Linked DNA regions of Zea mays: all the other regions are linked to region 1. A link is a contact called in public Hi-C data. All regions are on one chromosome and are shown on one strand. The core of a region is the stretch at or near the end of the contact, and the rest is flanking DNA. Distances in the headings are between cores, read along the strand shown.

Region 1 (2,806 bases), core at 235-2,734:
CAGAAAAAAATACAGCATACACCACAGTATGCTCAATCTTAAAGTGCGCAAAGTGATAAAGTGATAAACTCATGCACCATGTGTCACACTCACATTCAGGCAAGATAGAAAAAACTTACTCCTTACAAGTTACCTGATGATTCATTATCAGCTAGGGCACAGGTGGCTTAACACATATACTAGAGTTCCCTCATGATTTATATATGCAGCATACATAGAACATGAAGTGGTTGGGTGATTTTTTATCAGCTAGAGGCTAGGGCACTGAAGCAGCTTAACACTTATACTAAGTCGCACCGGATACAAGTTATGTGCAGCAAACAAAGCAAATAGAATGGGTCGATTTTTTTTAAATACAGGTGTAGAAAACTAGAAAGATGCTGCCAGGGATGATATTTACTAGCCCAAAAGCAACTTAGAAGTTAGCATAGTGACAACAGATTACATCTAATGCCAAACAAAAAAAAAGGTTGTGGTCACATACCATCAGTATTCTCATTAGACGGGAACATAGGATGCATTTATCTAAATATATTATTGGACACTGGAAACTGACTGCATGAATCAGGTGTGCTACAGTTCCAGAAACTACAGATATACAGTTGCTCAATTGCCCATTAGAATCTCAGAATAGAGATGACTGTACAGAAATCATGTGAATCCAATTCCAAACCCTGACACAGTGCGCAAAACTCATGTGAATCCAATTCCATACCCCTGATGCACTGTAGTGGGCCAGAAGGAAATAGGTGCGAAATTAGGATCAGCACAACTCCGCCAAACAATCTCATCATGTCATTAGCATTTAGCGATAATCAACAATGACATAAAACCGTTAATTTCACGGAATGGCGGAATGGGTACAAGAGCCTTACAGCTGATGTCGATGCACGGGACGATCTCATAAGTCCCCTCACGAGGGCGGTGGAGAGTGATCTTGCCATGGTACCCTGCAGCGGAAATATACAGCAACAAACACCGCGATTAAGCAAGTGATCCAGCAATCGAACTGAAAATTCAACCAATAAACCCCATTCAGAAATAACAAAACTCGCGCTGCACGGAGGTAAGAACAGAACAAATTGTGCAGGCAGCTAGCCCCAAACCCTAGAGAATGTCTGGTCAGTCTAAACTCAGAAGAGTTCTTCTCTTTTTAAGTGTGGGAGAGTTATTGACAGATAATTTTGTTCACGTCCATCGATAAGGAACCCCCACCCCCACACACTGGTGATGGCGCGGATTATCCCGCCGCCAGACGACTCGACGATACAAGTTGAGGAGGAGGTCGTGTCGTGGTCAGCTGCGAGGAGGAGACACGGGTGCAGTGCACCAAAGAGGTGCGGGACTAGGAGGAAACTAACCGAGACGAGATCGACAACGAGGAAGAGTGGGAGGGGAGGAGGCGCCGCCGCGGACGGGAAACGGCGGCGAGCGGCGGAGGTCGAAGGAGAAGGGGAGTCGGCGAGAACCTGCAGCTGCAACGGAGGAGGCTAATCGGGCCTGTCATTCTACTCTGTAGCGGGCTTAGCATGGCACGGCCCAGTGTAGCCTTTCATCTCTACTCTTTAGAGGGGATGTGGTACAGAAGCCCAATTTGTTGAATCCGGAGATGGCCAGTTTGCTTGTGGAAGAGAATCCGCGGACGGCCCAACTCGGTGATGAGAAATAATCCGACCACTAATGACTGTTTTAGGAGCCACAAAACTAGAGGTGTAAGAGAGGCTAAAACCTTTTTCTTATTAAAAAATTAGATAAAAAAGGATTTTAGACCCTTCAATCTCATTCGGGTTTTCTCTTTCCTAAATTAGTTCTAAGGTAGTGTTTGGTTCCGGGGTATGATAGGATGGAACTGCTCCACTCCTATTTTATAGTTGTTTGAAGTGATTTTATATAGGACAAAGTGGCTCTAAAAAGAAAAATTATGTTAAAATATTGAACCATACCCCTAATCTCCCAAACCGAATTGTTCTCTGGGATGGAGCGGCTCTATCTCAACTGGCTCCATAACCAAAGCACTGCCTGAGGACCGTTTGTTTACCTTAATTCAGTTTAAATAAGTTAAGAGACAAACAAACAACACAATTAATTCAGTTTAAATAAATCAATAGATAAACAAACAACACAAATTATTAGGTGAATTATATAATCTAGATACCTAGATTATGATAATCCACAAGGCTATCTCCAACAGCTTATTCATCCCTGTACCTATATTGAAACTACACCCTACGAATATTGCAGTCTACAGTACAAAAACAATGTTTTAGATAACCATATGGGTGAATTGTTGAACACTGTCTAAGAAGGTCATTAGGTTCGTGTATAATCTATAAGCTAGATTATATAATCCTAGAAGGAAAACATGGCCTAAGTGTTTAAACACAACTGAGCTGTGGATACATTTTAGTTGCTCACCTTTCAATACTTCGCTACCGAATTATTGGACTATATATTAATAGTCTCACTACTATATGCATATATACTAGTTATATACCATGCATTGCTACGGTTTCTATTTATACTTGAGAATACGCGTGTGTCATGTTGGCTAGATAGGTATGAATATGGGTTTAGAACTAATAATTATAGTTTGAATCCCACTTATACATAATTTTTCCTTTTTACAATTTAAATGTGACAGACACGAAGAGATTCAGAATCCCTCAATTGATTTGGAATTTTACAAATATCGCCAACTTGATTTGTGTATATCTGATGTAATGTCGAGGTACATATTTTATGTTAAGAGCATCCTCAACGTTCTTTCGTAAATCATAATGATATACATTATTTTACTTCTAGTTAC
Region 2 (3,222 bases), core at 22-2,521, 360 kb before region 1:
ACATACAGTAGTTTTGGTGTTTTGCTATTTCCATAAAGGGTAAAGACTAAAGTCTACCTTCTCTGGCAAATCAACTGACGGAAATGGAAGACAAATAAAATCAGGTAAGATGACTATTTCAAAAGTTTCATCATATTCTGGTTCTTGATCACCAAAACCTCCTTCCACACCTATCAATTGTGGGAAAATCATTAATATAAACCGAAACTCTCATTGAATACATAGATTTAATGTTAGTGTTTATTAGATCCACATTCTAATATTTGTAAGCCAGGAAACATAGGAATGCACTGTAGTTCAACGAACATCCAGTTCAAGTATGAAATTTCCGATACAGGTATGGAGGACATTATAGTGTACATATACCAATAACAAATAAATGATACAAGAAATTAGGAACCACCCCCATAAGGTCATAACTACTGTAAATTCAAAAGTCCACTGCATTTTTTAATAGTAAACAGCATAGTACCACACCCTGAACTTGCTTACTAAACCGGCTTCAACAACAAAGCAGAAAACATAACATATTCTAGTACTCCAGTAGTATCATCTATCATGGTGACACTGCTACACAATTGACACATTTCATGTGATCCAGATACAATGCAGCCCTCCCTTCTGTTCATCATAGTTCAACCAATAATCATGTAAAACACACACAATTCAGTTACATAGCAGACAATGAAAAGGATTTAAAGCATTGTTGTGCCGCATGATCATCATAAGCTAAGCATACCCATTTACATAACAGATGAACTGTTGGGTTCACTCAAGCTAGGCAGAGCATTAGATAGTTACTGCCTGAACTGTCGGCTTCGATCAAGCTAATAAGAAGAACATGTACCTATAGCGAGGAGGGTGGGCTTCTTAAGCGGGCGATCCGCCTCGTCGGGCTCCGGCTTCCGGCGCTGAACGATGTGGAGGTACACGGGGTTCCCCGTCTTCTCGAAGTTCCACTCCACGTACTCCCTCCCGAACCCCAGGAACGAGACCATGTCCACGTACAGGCCTCCCTCTGACCTCTGCGCCCACGCAAGCAAACAAATCCAAGTCGCCTCAGACCCTAGCCCTAACGAATCGAGTCGGAGTTGAGGAACGGGACGGGGTGGGGCACGGTTGTTACCGGAGTGTCGAAGGAGACGCAGCACTCGTCCTTGTGGATGCGGTTGGTTGGCTCGGGGATCCGGACCTTGTGGAGATGAGAGCGAAGGAGATCCATGTCCGCGGGCGGCGGCGCGCGGCGGGGGAGGGTGGCGTCTAGGGTTTTGTGGGGGCGCAGACGAAGAGAGTAGAGAGAGAGTGAGTGATTATAATGAGGGCGAAGCGAGTTATTAAGTGGGTGTTTGGTTTCTAGGGACTAATATTTAGTCCCATCATTTTATTCCATTTTAGTGTATAAATTGTCAAATATAGAAACTAAAATAGAGTTTTGGTTTCTATATTTAACAATTTTGTAACTTAAATGGAATAAAATGTAAGGACTAAATATTAGTCACTAGAAACCAAACACCCCCTAAAGAGGAAGGTTGTTGTGAGTAAGCTAACGCCTAAATCAAGCTTATGTTTAGACTGCTGCAGCTATATATAATTTATAGAGAGAAAACATTTTATAAACAATATAAGTCGTTTCGAATTAAATCCAAATGATAAATTTGAAACCTTTCAAGAACAATTACAGATCTCTTGCGTTCATGCAAGGGGATAGTTTTTCTTCATTTGAAAATATGCAATTGGCACTCAGTTTGAGGCCTCTTTCGAACAAATTGATTGGTTGATACGTGTTCCTCGGCAGCAGGGAAAACATATGAAATGAGTTGGATGTCCTGCGAAATCCTACGAAATAAAAAAAGAACCTGGTTCCTCACGGGTGTTCACTCATTTTTCTTTAATCCCAGGCGTAGTGACCTACCTTACCTCGAACAAGTCTGCAGACGAAGAAGATGATTCGACGCAGGCATAGCAAACAAGGCCACAGATCTTGAATGACCGGAGGCATAGCTGTTCTTCCTCGTAGAGGAATCGGAACGGCAGATCCGCAGATCTGCTACTCCTACGTGCGAATTAGAATTGAACACGGGAATCTCGTTGCGTTAGCTAGGCATCACGGGCTACAAGGGTTCCTTTCTTCTAAGTTGGGACTGCCGTTATCTTTCTAGCCTTGCATCTTGTCTTGTACGCAACACCACACCACACACGCCACCCACGAGCACAGAAATGTGATCCCTTTCGGAAGCCGAGTTGCAGCAGCAAAAGCTTTCAAGCCATGTCAGATGTCAAGGTAGTGACAGACATTGGATACTTAACATAACCCGTGTTCTAATTTCCTATACAAAAGCTAGGCGCTAAACCCACTTCTTCAGGGTTTTACTGCACGCTACTTCAGCGGACACATGTTCAGTCAGGCGGTCGAGTCACCATCCTAACTCCTGAGCGCTACTGCAATGCAAGCAGATAGCTAATGGTGCCAAAAGGGTTGGGGCGCGTCCACAACCGTACTTAACATGCCAGGGCAGGAAAGTCGAAGCTCATCTCCACAGCTTGACATACTTGTCATGGCCACTCGAAGCAACCAGGCCGGAGCTCGACGATGCCAGGGCCGAGACGAGGCTGTCGTGCGCTGCAACAGTCATGCTCCGGTTCTCGGACATGTCCCACAGCTCCAGAGACTGCACCACCGTTCATTACAGACCCACGAGTAAGAATGTAAGATACATATCCGAGATGGATAGAGCGTGTAGAAAAACCAGTAGTCGCAATCAGTCATGGGAATTGCGCTAAACTAGTAACTTGCCTGGTAACAGCCAATGATAAGCAAGGATGGGTACGTAGGATGGAAAGTGCACGAACTGAACTTTCTCCCGCCGCAGCTAAGCTCGTTCACGAAGCTCTCGTCGTTCAAAGACCACACCTTCACCGTGTCTTCACTGACAGACACCACGTACTCGCCGGTGGGATCCCAGCACACGGAATCGACGCCCTTAGTGTGGCTCTGCAATTTCAAAAAACAAAAACAGATTGTCACACGGCTGCTTTCAAGTATCTCTTTCTCAATAACAACAGGGGACCTGTAGTGATTAATAAAGAACTGTAGTCAACAAGGTTCCAGCCTCTGCACCAAGCAGGTGTGACTTGCAAACATATTCAAGAGTGCACCTCAGTCACGAACCTCAAATCTCCTCACGCAAGCTTGCCTCTCCACATCCAGGATAGAGACTACAT
Region 3 (3,156 bases), core at 561-3,060, 290 kb after region 1:
TAGAGGTATTTCTTTAGCCAATTTGTCTCTGTCTTCCTCAGCTCAATGATCTTGGACAAGAACTTCATCTCCCACCCCTGCAGTTTCAGAATCCGCATGTTGCGCAGGATCTCGGACGTTGCCTTCATCCTGACATCCTTGCAGTCCATGAGCTTCTGCTGGAACTTCTCCTGCATCCGCCCAGGAGGCACATTGGCAAGCATGACGACCACGGTGGCGCCAAGTGCGGCGAGCGAAGCAAGCCCGAGGGTGGAGTACAGAATGAACAACGCCATGCCGACTTGCAGCGGTACCAGCCAGAGGTCGTGCATGTACCATGAGAAGATCCCGACGCGGTCGGCGTCGACGCTGATGATGTTGATCATCTCGCCGCTCGTGCGGCTCTGCCTCGACTGGCTTGACAACGCGATGCCCTTCTGGTACACGACGGCAACAAGCGCGGAACGCGCGCGTATCCCCGCCTGCTGCAGCCGGAAGAACCAGTGGCGCTGCGACACGCACTCGAACACCTTGGCGACAATGAACGCGAGGACAAGGAGCTGCCCCTTGCTCGCATACCTCTCGTCGCCGTTGAGGTACTGCACCAGGGAGTCGATGAGGTACGGGCCGACGTAGGTGGCGACATTGTAGACCAGCGCGTAGAACGCGGTCACCGCGACGTGCCACCACACGGTGCGCAACAGGGCCTTAGTGAGCTTGAACGCCGTGACGGCCTTCCGGCCAGAGCCGGAGACGTCGCCGGCCACCGCCTCTAGGTTGACCTTGAACATCGGGAGCAGGCTGGAGATGCTGTCGCCGGGGTCGAGCCCCGGGACGTCGTCCAGGCCGAGGGTCTTCTTGTGGCCGACCGCGAGAAGGGGGCCCATCCACGAGAAGGTGAGCAAGCTGAAAAAGCCGGCGCCGGTGAACCTGGACGCCTCGGCGTCGCCGCGGCCGCTACCGTCGGCAGACTCATGCGTGCCGTTGAGCAGAGGCTCCTCGGCCGCAGAGCCGCCTCCCTCCCTCCGGCCTACGAGCCCAGCGCAGAGCAGAACCACGGCAGCAGCAACCGAGACGGCGTCGAACGCCCACGAGAGCGCCGGTACCAGGAGCCCGTCGAGCCTGGTCGCCACGTGGTCGGCCACCGCCAGGAGGGAGAGCAGGAGGAAGAACGCCCACCAGAGCCTGAGAGGCGCCGGGAACCGCCCCTCGCGCCGCTGCCCGAAGTCGAACTGCAGGTACGCAGCGAGCAGCAGCCACGCCACCGCGCGCGCGGCCGCGTCCGCGAGGCCCACCGCCGTTTCACGCGACCACCCGGCGCTGCTGCCCAGGTAGCACGAGTAGGCCGCGAGCAGGACCTCGGCCGCCGCCACGGCCCACGTGGCGCAGACCGCGACGACGCGGCACCGGAACTGGCCCCCGCCGCGGGGGCCGCATCCGCGCGCCTCCCCGTCCTTGGCGCGGCCGGCGCCGGAGAGGCCGCAGCGGTGAAACAGGAACCGCCCCGCGACGGCGAGCGCGAGGAGGACGTGGACCGCGGCGCCCACGCCGTGGAGGATGAGCGGCTCCAGGGGGAAGAGAGAGTAGAGGAGGGGGCCCTCGCGCGCCGGTGTCGCCGCCATCGCGAGCGCCGCGTGAGGCGGCGCGGCCGTGGACGCGGGCATCTGGCGTCGGGTGTGGCTTGGGTGAGTGAGGAGGGACGGGCGAGTATGGGTTTATATAGGCGAGACGTCGCCGCGGGCCGCGGGCGTCAGCGGCCCCAAACCCTCCTCACGGCGACGCCCCGCGGTGGCGGTCAAAGACGGCTGCCGCGCGCGCCTCTGGGCTCCTTGGAGTCCAAGGAACCGTCCCCCTCCGTCTCCCCAGTCCCCGTCGCACACCCCAACCCCGCAGGCCGGCACCCCGCGCGAAAAAACCGAACGGCGCCGCGTGCCTGACCGCATCGGCTGTGGGCACTGGGCAGTAAACCTCCTACGGCGTCACGACGTGGCGCGGTTGTGCGCTGCTAGCTGTTAACAGAGTGCGGTAAGAATCGTTAATTACGCCGATGCGTGCGTTTTGTTTACGAGGAACGGAGGGCTTTTGGATTTGTTGCTGCACGGCTCCCGGCCAGAGAGATCTTCTGCGCGCTTCTCCGCGGAAGGTAGCGCCATGGCCGAGAGGGCAGTTGACGGGACGGGATCAACTGCAGGCATTGCCTACGGGAAAACTACTTGCAGCGCTAACCTACTAAATTAACGTATGCACATTACGTCGTGTTTAGAACCATTATAGTCTACTGACTTAAACATTTTATAAAGAACCCTTGACAGCCTGCAGATTTGGTTGGTGAGACTGCACTAGATTAAGAATTCGAATGAACATGAGTTAATTTTAGAATGTTAGAACTGTAGATAGTTTTACGCTTGATATGTTGGGCATGTTTGTTCACTTTTATTTTCTGAGAATCTGTTTGTGGAAAGAGCCTGGTTATGAAGATAACTTAAGTATAATGGAGATTACGTGCGGAGAAAGATAAAATAATCAATAGGGTTTACGATCTACAAAAGTGATGGTTTCTTACTATCGCAACGACGCGACCGATTTTGTGTTCACGTTGATTTTTAACAGTTTTAACTACAGTGTTTTCTATAGAAGCATACAAAAAGTTGAGTATTTGACAGTCTGCAGCAGTTTCTGATGGTCAGAAACTAAAACAATACGGTGGACTCCAACAACGCTCCCTTCCCCCTGTCGGCTCTGAGGTGCCCCGGCTGGCCAGCTCCAACGGTGCCCCCCTCGGGAGAATTCCCCCTTGGAGAAGCGGAGCTCTAGTGTGTGTTGTTTGAATGTACAAGCAGGGATGGAATGAGGCTAACCACATTTTCTATAGTGTTTTGATGAGAGTCGGGTAAACACCGGAGTAATTTTTTGTGACAACGTGATTCCAAAAAATTGAGAGGATGATGCCCCTGTTTGTTTGGGCTTTTTCCAGCTTCTTGCCACCAAAAGCTGCTGCAGATCGCCAAACGTCCCAGCTTTTCAGCCAGCTTCTATAAAAATCGTTTTGGTAAAAACCGTTCAAAATCAATATGAACACAAAATCGGTCGAATCGTCATGATAGTAGGAATCTGTTGCTTTCTAGATCCTGAACTCTTTGGACCACTTCATCTTCCTCCGCACGTAATCCACACAAT
Region 4 (2,841 bases), core at 196-2,695, 490 kb after region 1:
CAAGGTACGCCTTGCCGCAGTCGCCGTCGAGGCGAGGATCTGTCAGGGCGAAACATCATCCGAGCTGGTGGAGTGTGGCAGAACGACACTCGCCCCGTGGCTGAGAACGCGTGTGGATGTGGAAGGAACGCACACGATGAGGATGTGTTTAGTTTCTGTTGTCGCATTTCCATGGAATGTTTTGATACACTCGTAGACAGCAAAAGGAAGGCAGCTAATCAGACCGGGCATACAGTGTGGGATCGTTGTCGAATTGGCAACAGGGCCCTGATGAGAGGCGAACTAGAAAAAAACAACTCACAGATTGGATCGGTTTTTATTGCTAGCGTTGCATAGAAAATCCTTTGAGGACTCATATTTTCTTTTTCAGACATACGTACTACTTTTTATTATGCGTGGCACGTACTACACGTAACGCAAATAGACCAAATAGAGAAGCTATTACTACTAGCAGCCACCCGAAATGAATACTCCACTTGCACAGAAAGAGACGCCGTGCCCCAGCAATCATCGCTTGACACGGCAGCAGGACCGCGCGCCACGAGTGGCGCTCTGCTACCTCGCCCTGTCGCCCAGAGACCGGCGGCGTCCGCGTCCGTCCGTCACAGCGTCCGCGCCGCGGCACCATGCTCGGCAGAGGCGCCGGCCCCGGCCTTGACGCAGCGGTCGAAGCCGTACCAGACGCCGTCGGGGAGCGGGTCGCCGTAGTAGAAGGTGGAGGGCGCGCCGGACGCCGGCTCGTACACCCTGACCCACTCGGGCGTCCACCCGGCCGCGCGGCCCGACCGGCGCAGGTAGAGGTAGCAGACGCCGTAGCCGCAGGGCCCGGCGACGCGGAACGTGTCCGTGGCGCAGCGCTCGAACCCGCGCCGCGGCGTCACCGTCGCCGCGTACACCTCGTTGCGGTACGCGTCCCCGAACGCGAGGCTCACCGCGTCCGCGGAGCTCCGCGGGGACGCGCAGCTCGTCTTGATCTGCACCGTGTACGTGCACGCGCGCCGCGCCACGGCGGCACCATCGGCGGCGGTGCCGTGAGGCTCGGACGCCTCGCCTCCCGCCGCCGCACCCGCAGCAGCAGCAGCAGCTTCCTGCGGGAGCGGATGGGACGAGGCGAGGAGGGACAGGTGCGGGAATGAGACGACGGAGAGGGCGGCGGCGAGCGCCAGCAGGGCGACCCGCTGCGGTGGTACGGCGCCGGAGGCCATGGGCTGGGCTGGCTTCGCCGGATCGAGGCGCTGGCGGTTGACTCCGAGACTCCGAGTGGCGAGCGAGGCCGGACTGGGAGACGGAGAGGGGAGGAGGTGGTTGGTTGGTTGCTCTTGCTCCGGACTTGACACGGGCAGCACGCAGCAGCAGCTAAAACCTCGAGGTGAGCAGCGTTGAGATAATGAGATGCCATGTCACCTGATCTGATGCTGTTTTTTTTTTCATTTTGGAAAACGTCTGATGATCGGGTCTGCCCAAGTATACACTATGAAAATTTGTTTATAGCTGGCCCGCCCGTCCGCATCAACCATGAACACCACCAACTGCATTGATTATTTGGGATGCCCTGCCATGTCAAATGCACAAGTGGCTCTCAATGATCCACGAGCTACGGAGTCGCCTTCTTCGTCGTGCATCACAGATTCACAGCATCAGTGGCAGTACGCCAGTTACAGCCCCACGAGAGTCACGTGGTAAACAAAAAAAATGGTAAAATAAAATTTATGAAAAAGATTTAAAAACGGGGCATTCCGAGAATTGAACTCGGGACCTCTCGCACCCTAAGCGAGAATCATACCACTAGACCAAATGCCCTTTGATGTTTTATCTACATACTAACGTACATTTAATCCTATAATAATTGCTAAAAAGAACTTTAGATTAATCTCAGACGATGCTCATTGTATGGTTTGTTACAGTTTCTGTGTGCATGCTTTACGCCTTTTATTCCAAGAATAAAAATCTGTTAGACAAAATCACAAATGTGAAAACAATCTGGTTTATGTTGGCACAAGGATAATCAATAATCGTTTGTACAGTCACACAAGGACAAAATTGATAACGAATCATAGAAGTAACAATTTAATTGTGCTAGCTCGTGATATAAGAGTATTGCGTGAAACCTTCTTAAAGCTTAGCTACCTAGTATAAAATTCACGCACCTGTAATAGAGAAGTGGCCGAATATATATGTGAACGAAATGAATACCCCACGGATTGCATGCCACTTAGAGTTAGTTTGACAATCTCATTTTCTTAAAAAAAATAGTTTAGTTATCTAAATAATCTTTTGAAAAAATAGAGGTCCCAAACTAATCCTTACATGATTCTCAGTCGTAAGTCATCATGTTTGTCATATTTTTTGCCACATTAGTTTAAGACTAGATGGTCGAATGTCTACCACGACTTTGTAAGTCTAAAAAAACTTGCCACGCTCATATATATATATATATATTCTATATTATATTTAAAACACCAGTTTCAACGGTCGTCGTGCGTCATTTTTTTACAAAAAAAACCCTATTCTTATTCCATCCAACCTGTCGCACGTGTGTGTCACCATTTTACAAAAAAAAACCCCTCCATCCCTGCAGACCCATGTTCCCGCGGCCGCCATCCCCGTTCTCATAGCCGCCGACCTCGCAACATCCGCCGACTCCGCGCGCAGCTCCATCCCTGCAGACCCACGTTCCCGCATCCGCCGACCTCACAAGACCCACCGATCCCGCAGCATCCGCCGATCCACCGATCCGCTGACCCCACGGCCGCCATCCCCATTCTCGCAGCCACCGACCTCGCAACATCCGCCGACTCCGCGCGCAACCGCCATCCCCGCCGACTCCGCGCGCTATTCCCG

What was found. Hi-C and Micro-C count contacts between places; a contact is called where the count stands out from the background.
Region 2: a Hi-C map of ear shows a contact between it and region 1, with 4 times the contacts expected there. The contact joins the promoter of LOC100383086 here to the promoter of LOC100281974 in region 1. A contact is called at or near these places in 2 of 25 Hi-C or Micro-C datasets (ear and tassel).
Region 3: a Hi-C map of ear shows a contact between it and region 1, with 3 times the contacts expected there. The contact joins the promoter of LOC109941983 here to the promoter of LOC100281974 in region 1. A contact is called at or near these places in 9 of 25 Hi-C or Micro-C datasets (bundle sheath, ear, endosperm and 3 more) and 1 of 3 datasets of contacts at active chromatin or transcription factors (leaf).
Region 4: a Hi-C map of leaf shows a contact between it and region 1, with 10 times the contacts expected there. The contact joins the promoter of LOC100274420 here to the promoter of LOC100281974 in region 1. A contact is called at or near these places in 3 of 25 Hi-C or Micro-C datasets (ear, leaf and tassel).

What each region holds. Positions count from the first base shown.
Region 1 is chr8:18,451,994-18,454,799 of Zm-B73-REFERENCE-NAM-5.0, reverse strand. LOC100281974 reads right to left here and starts at 1,484. Exons shown (of 7, transcript NM_001154891.1): 1 at 1,362-1,484; 2 at 876-950. The coding sequence starts at 944.
Region 2 is chr8:18,815,656-18,818,877 of Zm-B73-REFERENCE-NAM-5.0, reverse strand. LOC100383086 reads right to left here and starts at 1,271. Exons shown (of 19, transcript NM_001175757.1): 1 at 1,127-1,271; 2 at 848-1,025; 3 at 58-170. The coding sequence starts at 1,222. LOC103634873 (transcriptional corepressor LEUNIG) reads right to left here. Exons shown (of 18, transcript XM_008657455.4): 16 at 3,170-3,222; 17 at 2,795-2,992; 18 at 2,219-2,669. The coding sequence ends at 2,529.
Region 3 is chr8:18,165,318-18,168,473 of Zm-B73-REFERENCE-NAM-5.0, reverse strand. It overlaps LOC109941983 (ABC transporter C family member 3), which reads right to left and starts at 1,810. Exons shown (of 10, transcript XM_020543288.2): 1 at 1-1,810. The coding sequence starts at 1,643.
Region 4 is chr8:17,966,106-17,968,946 of Zm-B73-REFERENCE-NAM-5.0, reverse strand. It overlaps LOC100274420 (lipase/lipooxygenase, PLAT/LH2), which reads right to left and starts at 1,445. Exons shown (of 1, transcript NM_001148779.1): 1 at 285-1,445. The coding sequence starts at 1,205. The coding sequence ends at 603. TRNAP-AGG (transfer RNA proline (anticodon AGG)) reads right to left here and starts at 1,800; the gene lies at 1,729-1,800.